Regions from separate parts of the Gossypium hirsutum genome. Here region 1 is linked to region 2. The links are chromatin contacts, called in public Hi-C maps. All regions are on one chromosome and are shown on one strand. The core of a region is the stretch at or near the end of the contact, and the rest is flanking DNA. Distances in the headings are between cores, read along the strand shown. Region 1 has its middle 65 kb from the start of LOC121215068. Region 2 has its middle 50 kb from the start of LOC121214999.

Region 1 (3,374 bases), core at 762-3,261, 50 kb after region 2:
TCTTTTGGATGCAAGTTTTGAAAAGTTAAAGCACTATGTTCGTGAAAATCAGACCCAAGTTAGTTTTGATTTGGCATTGCACAAGTCGACGGCTAGAAATTTTCCAACTTCTAAGCACAAATTTGACTCAGTTAATTCCCTGCATAGTTCAAGATAGGCCCGTGGTGGGCTTTGGCAAAGATGGCATTGTGAGAATTCGTCTCAAGGTAGAGATTGTTAGAGTTGTGTGGCCCAAATTTCTGTTAAATAAGAAATTGCTTGCAAGTTAAACAAAATATAATTTCTTTTTAGAAGATTTAATATTTATTAGTATAATATATTTAATATTTATTAGCATAATTTATTTGACCTACGAATTTAGCTTATAAATAATCTTTACGAATTTAACTTATAAATAGTCTTTTTTTTATAACCTTAGAAAAACACCCATTAAAAAATTAGAACCCATAACACTGTTGGAGAATTTTGTGTTTACGTTTAGAGGGTTCTTTGTTTTCGGGTTTCGGGGTTTAGTTTTTTTATCTCTATCTTTTGTACTCTTCGTTATTTTGCCATTATAGTAAAAATTATCTTTGCCCGTGGTTTTTTATCCTCTTTGGAGGAGCTTTTCCACGTTAAATTTGTGTGTTTAATTTCTCAATTTCTTCCGTTATTTTAACTTGTTTGTTGCTTAATCGGGTCGATTCCCAATATGAATATTATCTAATAATAATCTTGGATTAGAAACGTATTTTGATGGCAGTACATAAATGTTGTACCAGTATGAATTATGTACATTTTATATGCATATGGCTAGTGGGGGTCAAAGATGGCAATAAATCATGTGCCGTGCCCTAGAGGTCGAGGTGGGCTAACATAACATGCTGGCTGGCTATCAAACACCTTCCTATGGCTGCTAAAAAGTTTTAATTCCGCTAAGTTCCAATTGATTCGTTGGAAATGAAAATGACCTCTTGCCTTCATTCTTTCTGTGCATTTAATTTCAAGAAAAGAGAAAAACGTGTACTCTGCAAAAATAATCATTTCTCTCCACAATATATATCAAAATCAAACCAATATTATTGTATACTATATATATGTGAAATAATTAATATACGCGTCATGCAAAAGTTTTCAAATTGTTTTAGGAAATGGATAATGATTTTTTTCACATGTGCGATGTTCATATATATGATTTATATGTAAACCATTAATACAGATATGTGCTCTGCTGGCTTGATTTCGTCCATACAAAAATATGTGTATGTATGGAGTTTATAACTTCTGCATCAAAGTTTATTAATTTATGTATGGTGAATCATCTATATACAATACTTCTTAATTGTGACAGATACGTCTTTATAGAAAGGTGTGTGTGAATATTATCAAATTCCTTGAAAATGAATCATCAATAGTAATACTATTGCTTTTATTGAATTTAATTACAAACATTCTATTAAATACATATGAATTTTCACATTTATTTGAATTTAAGTGTATATATTGATAAGTGTCTAATATGAATTTTTACAATAGTAATTTTAATAATTTATATATTATAATTTTAAAAACGTTAAATTAAATTTATATAATTTTTAAGTGGTTAAAGTGTATTTTTATCATTATTAATTTAAAATTTTATAAATTATAAAAAGTCTAAATTAAGATTTTACTATTTTAGGAAACCATGCCCTTTGATATTTGCTAAGCTCCGCGATTGGTAGATATGATAAAATCTTTTAAAATAATTTTTCATATATATATGAACGATTATATATCCATACTTATGAGAATTATATTGTCACTTTCATTGCCACCATTGAAACCCTCGGGAATATAAGTGGGAGAATTGAGGAGTTTGAACGTAAAAAGCTAACCCATATATGCAAATTAAGGCAACAAATGAAAGAGAAAATGGGATTAATTTAATTTGATGGTTGGATGTATAAATAATCTGATGACATGTAAGGGGTTGCATGGATGACGATGATATGATATGATATGGAGGGGGCATTCCCTCCATCATCTCACAAACTGTTTGTTGCACCCTTCATCCCATACTCACCATGTGGATTGCCAACTTATTGACCTTGACCATTCATTACCTATACATTAATTATTTGTTCTTGAATATATATGGATAAAAGTATTATGGAAGTTTTTGTATCAAGAGTTAAATTGTATTTTATTTTATCTATTTAAAAAATAGATAAAGTAATCCATGTACATTAGATCAAATAATAAATTAGTCCTTTTGTTAAAAAAAATTCAGTTTTGCTATTAAATACATCAACATGAGGTATACATGACACACTATATGTCATTGTTTGGTTATTCCTTCAACTATGTTAGTTTTTAACTGTACAAATAGATAGAATTTTCAATAGAAAAGATCAATTTACTTTTTAATGTAATATATAAGGACTAGGTTGCTCATTTTTTTAATAGAAAAGGCAAAATGCAATCTGACTTTTAATACATGAACCTCCATAATACTTTTATAGATATTTGTGGCAATTTCCCTTTTCCTCGGTTTGTTCCAAAATTGTTCCCTTTGTATCCTTTAGATGATATTGAATTACTTTGGTTTTTTTGAAAGAAAATGATATTGAATTATATTATAGGTTAATATTTGATACATTATCGGTGTATAAGTCTCATGCACCATCATTGAACCACATTAAGCCACCTCACAATAAGCAAAATAATTGAGTATTTTAGGACTTATAAATAAATATAGATAAGTTTATTTAATTATAATTAAAATTAATTATATTTTTTTTTCTCAACTTCTTTCCAGTGTATAGAGATAGGAAAACTTCTCCAAATTAGGTTTTGGCCTTTGGGATTTCTTTTTTCTCAATTTAGAATTATTTAATTGATTTTCAACCACCAAACAGTTATTTATAATCATCTATTTCTAGGGACAACTAAATTTGTCGGTAAGGCAGGTGAAGCTCAAAGGTGAAGAATTTACTATGGACATCTATTCCTATAGAGATATAAACACCCATGAAAAGTAAAACAACTGAAATCAACAATAATTCATCACCTATGGAAGTATTGTTGTTAACAATATATTTTTATTACAATAATCGTTAAATCTGCTGGAGTTGTAAGTTTTTTTTTTCTTTTACAGTAATCATTAAATCTATAATGTTAACTTTCAAGATACTTAATGAAGCCAAAAGATTGTCAGAATAATTTAATGTGGGAGAAGGAGAAGATAAAAAATCACAAAAATAATTCTAATTGTTTGGTGATTGGAAATTAGTGAAATATTTTTAAATTGAACCAAAAGAATCCCAAAAACCAAAACCTAATTTAGAGAAGTTTGCTACATCAATATATAGGGAAAGGCTTGACAAAAAATATTATTAATTTTAATTATAATT
Region 2 (3,881 bases), core at 467-2,966:
CTAAAACAAAAATTCTTATTGTCAGCTCCAATATTGAAGAAAAATGAAGGATAATATATTTTTAAAAAACTACTTAAACTACTACATTTTATTTAAACAAATCTTTATATTATTTTTGTAATTAAGTAAAGTATTGGCCTATTATTTTTACTCATGAAAATATTTGATTTTAATATTAAAATGATGATATTTTTGAATTTTTAAATTAATTTGTATTTAATACTGTTGTGAATTTAATGAGAATTAATTTAAAAAATAAAATAATGATTTTTAAACGTAAAATAAAATAATATTTCTGGATTTTTTTGTGAAAATACACAATTAAATATTCTTTTGAAAATTTTGAATATATATTAACTAAAAATGATCTTAATTCAAATATACAATGAGAGAGATCTAAATGAATAGAAAATGAAAAAAAGAGAAGAAAGAAAATATTACAATGAAACAATTGTCAGAATGAAGCAATTCAGACAAAAAATAGGACTTCCTAAAACCCAGCTCGAAACTAAAAGAGAGAAGGTTACGTTTTATTTTGAATGTCAGCAGTAAAAATAATAGAAATCAACCTCATTGCAAATAAAATCCAATTAGCTTAAAATATACCAAACAAGCAAACATAGAACTCTGTTATTAGAAAATAGAAATTTCAATTACTCATCGATGTAGTGGCATCTAAGAAAATATGTCAAAAATAAAACTAAACATGGTTAAGAATTGCATTTGGCAGAGAATCCTTTAAGCAGATAAAGAAAATGAAAAGAACACTTCATATAAGTTAAGAAAGAAAAATTTATACATTTCCATGAATAATAAATAATGGGTTGAAGATGGGGTTTATTTTTCTTCTTGTTGAGGTTGAATTTAAGAATGAGTTTTGATGTTTTATATTTTGTTTTAGGGAGGGGATTTTGGTTATTTACGTTCTGGAAAGCTAAAAGAAAAAGAAAAAGGAAAGTTAAAAGAAAAGAAAAATTAAAATTATAGGGATTAATTAAAAAATTTGACATCAACTTATTGTTACACACTTAACAAAAGTTAATGGCTGCATAATTTTGATGTCCAAAATGTACTTAAACAAAACATAAGTGTAATTTAGTCAACAAACGAGAAAGAAAGAAGGAACAAAGGCCGGAAATTCCAGCAGATGGGTAGCCCGCATGCATGAATTCCAGAGGAAATTAAGACCACCAATATTAACAAGCTAAAAGAAAAGAATAAACCAACTTCTTAGGAGAAAAACCTTAACATTCAAATATAATTACTGTAAGAAAAAAAGAAGAAGAAGAAGAAGGAAGAGAGTACATTGGTATATGGCAAGGCAGCAAATGCCATATAAATTCTATATTATATATAATCTACATAAATATTTGAATATTAATGTCGACTGAATTATTGGAGTGTTTAGTTAACATCATTCAATCTTTAAATAACTTTTACCTTTACCCTTATAAAAAGAAAAGGAGAGATTAAATTGAGGGTTGGCAAATCTTGGAAAGAGCTTGCAGAAGATTAAGTTGTAAGCGCAAATGCAGTATATAATCTGCCGTCCTCAAGAACAGGCGATCCGGTTGCATCAATTTCCCTCCCGGAATTAGCTTTTGCAACCTTTTGATCTTCATTCTAACTGATCGACCACCGGTGCTGCCTCCGCCACTGCAAGCAGTCCGCCTCCTCCTCATCCTCCATTTCACCATAGAAAACTCTTTGCACCTCCTTGGCTCCGTCTGTTTCATAAGAAAATGCGTATAAATTTCTTAAGCTAAATAGAGAACAAAAACGCAGGGAGGAAGGAAGTCACTCTTTATTTTCTTGGGTTTGTGCTCAAAGGAATGAAAAGTTACAATTGATGTAACGAAAAACAATGGAAGGGGAGAGAGGTATGAATGATGGGAAGAAGAGATATAGAAGGGACCATGTGAGCCGAGTCTTGATGTTCCTTTCGGCTCTTACGACATGAATCATAAATATTCTCTCTTATTTTCATAAAATATTAAAAATATGCACACGTATTTGTTTCTGTTTTAGTCACACGTTCTCTCTAGTTTGTCGTTTTATGGACGTGGGCTTGCAGTGGGGCCCAATAAATGCTTACCTTTCAACTGACCGACGCACCTATCTCACTCCAAATCCCAACCCCATTTTTGCCTATACCATCATACTCTGCACCACTAATCTTTTGTTGAGAATTTAGTTATTCAATCCAACTCTTTTTGCTTTATATTTTACTTTTATCTATAATAAAAACATTATTGTCTTAATAAGTGGGGTTACCCTCGTAACTTTTATTAAAAATATTGGCCCGATAAATTATGTAAGTTCTTAAGTTTTATATTATGAATTTTTAACATAAAAAATACAACATTTGTTAATTCAACTTAGTAACTCATAAATTAGTTAATTGAACTCAATAATTATATGTATTTGTATGAATGTACATTATTCTATCATTTAGCAAAATAGTGTAGTTAATAGTGTAGTTGAGTTGAGCCCAACTCAAATAGTGGAAAACACAAGTTCAAGCTCAAATTCGACTCGAAATTCAAGGCTCGATATTCGATTTAAGTTCAATCAGACATCAATTTTTAAACTTGAGCTTTATTAGGCTTGTTTCTTAATTAAGCTCGTTCATACTTAAGCTATTTTATATAATAATAGTAAAAATGTGATTTCATATACAATATATTAAAATGAAAAGCTCAATTAGAGTCAGAACTATTCAAATTGAGTATTACAATGCTCAAATTCAGCTTGATTAATAGCTTAAGTTGCTTGAGTGCAAGCTCAACTCGATAATTACCGAATCAAATTTGAGCCTTTTATTTGGAGTCAAACACAAATAGCTTGTGAGCATTGGTGTCTTATTTATACCACTACTTTCACACATTCAACCTGTCATTATTTCCTTATTTCTTCATCATCATTCGTGCCATATAGGGTCTAAATGTCAATCTATCTCCTTAGAAACAAAAAAAACATCGTGTCAATACAAAGAGAAAAATCTTACAAACCACATGATGGTGTTGATGATTAATCTACTTAATTATTTTTTAGGTTAAGTTTATTGAATTAATGAGAATATGTTAAGGGGGAGCTGAGGTTACTTGATGTTATAGCTTCCTCCATTGTGTATGTTTTGTTCAACAAATTGCTAAAAGGGAAGATTGTTGAAAAATATAAAAATGGCAATAGAGTGCCAAGGGAGTTCTCACTCCTTTACCATTGGAGTTGTTTGAGATAGTTTTCATATTTGAAATGTTGGCAATTTATTGAACGACATTTATGGGTTGTGCTGAGTATATGGATGATATCTAGTCCATCAATGAAAATCATATCAATTGGAGAAACATAGTTTGGAGATTGGATCGAATTGGTTCACCTTATTTAATCCTTTAGATTGTGGCTATCAGATTGAATTAGAACACTGTATTCTTAGTTGTCAAGAGTCCATTTTTTTTGTTCATTATTATTATATTGTATTCAGCGTATAATGATGTTTTTTTTATAGGGATTGATATAGATCTTCTCTATGTTAGCAAGTCTTAAACAACTTTATATAATTTAGAGACTTGTATAGGTTTATGTACCAAGAATTGAGAGAACTTAATTTGTACATGTGAATAATTATATTTTGTGAGTGAAATGTGATTATAAAACTTGTGTTGTGGTTTTACAAGATAAACTCGCAGGGGTGAATTTAGTGCTGAGGGTTCTAGTCTTCAAAGATACAAGTGAAGAAATTATCATGAATGTGTGAGAAATTTAGGATCACTGTGTAAGAGTTTAAAGATAGTGGATACTTCTCATTGAGCTAGGCTCTGCAGACGTAAGGAAACCGAACTACATAAACAATCTTTGTGTCTTCTATTTTATATTTTGTT

Evidence for each region. A called contact is a pair of places that touch in the nucleus more often than the background predicts.
Region 1: a contact with region 2 is called in a Hi-C map of leaf, with 1.8 times the contacts expected there. The contact joins two enhancer-like sites. A contact is called at or near these places in 6 of 34 Hi-C or Micro-C datasets (anther, leaf and petal).

Annotation. Positions count from the first base shown.
Region 1 is chrD02:61,722,295-61,725,668 of Gossypium_hirsutum_v2.1, forward strand. No RefSeq gene overlaps it. Among protein-coding and RNA genes, the nearest start is that of LOC121215068, 65 kb to the right of the region's middle. Within about 2 kb of position 2,012, at least 3 of the 9 cell types and tissues checked have an H3K27ac peak or open chromatin away from gene starts, as enhancers often do. A contact at or near this core is called in leaf, where this site is marked.
Region 2 is chrD02:61,672,970-61,676,850 of Gossypium_hirsutum_v2.1, forward strand. No RefSeq gene overlaps it. Among protein-coding and RNA genes, the nearest start is that of LOC121214999, 50 kb to the left of the region's middle. Within about 2 kb of position 1,717, at least 7 of the 9 cell types and tissues checked have an H3K27ac peak or open chromatin away from gene starts, as enhancers often do. A contact at or near this core is called in leaf, where this site is marked.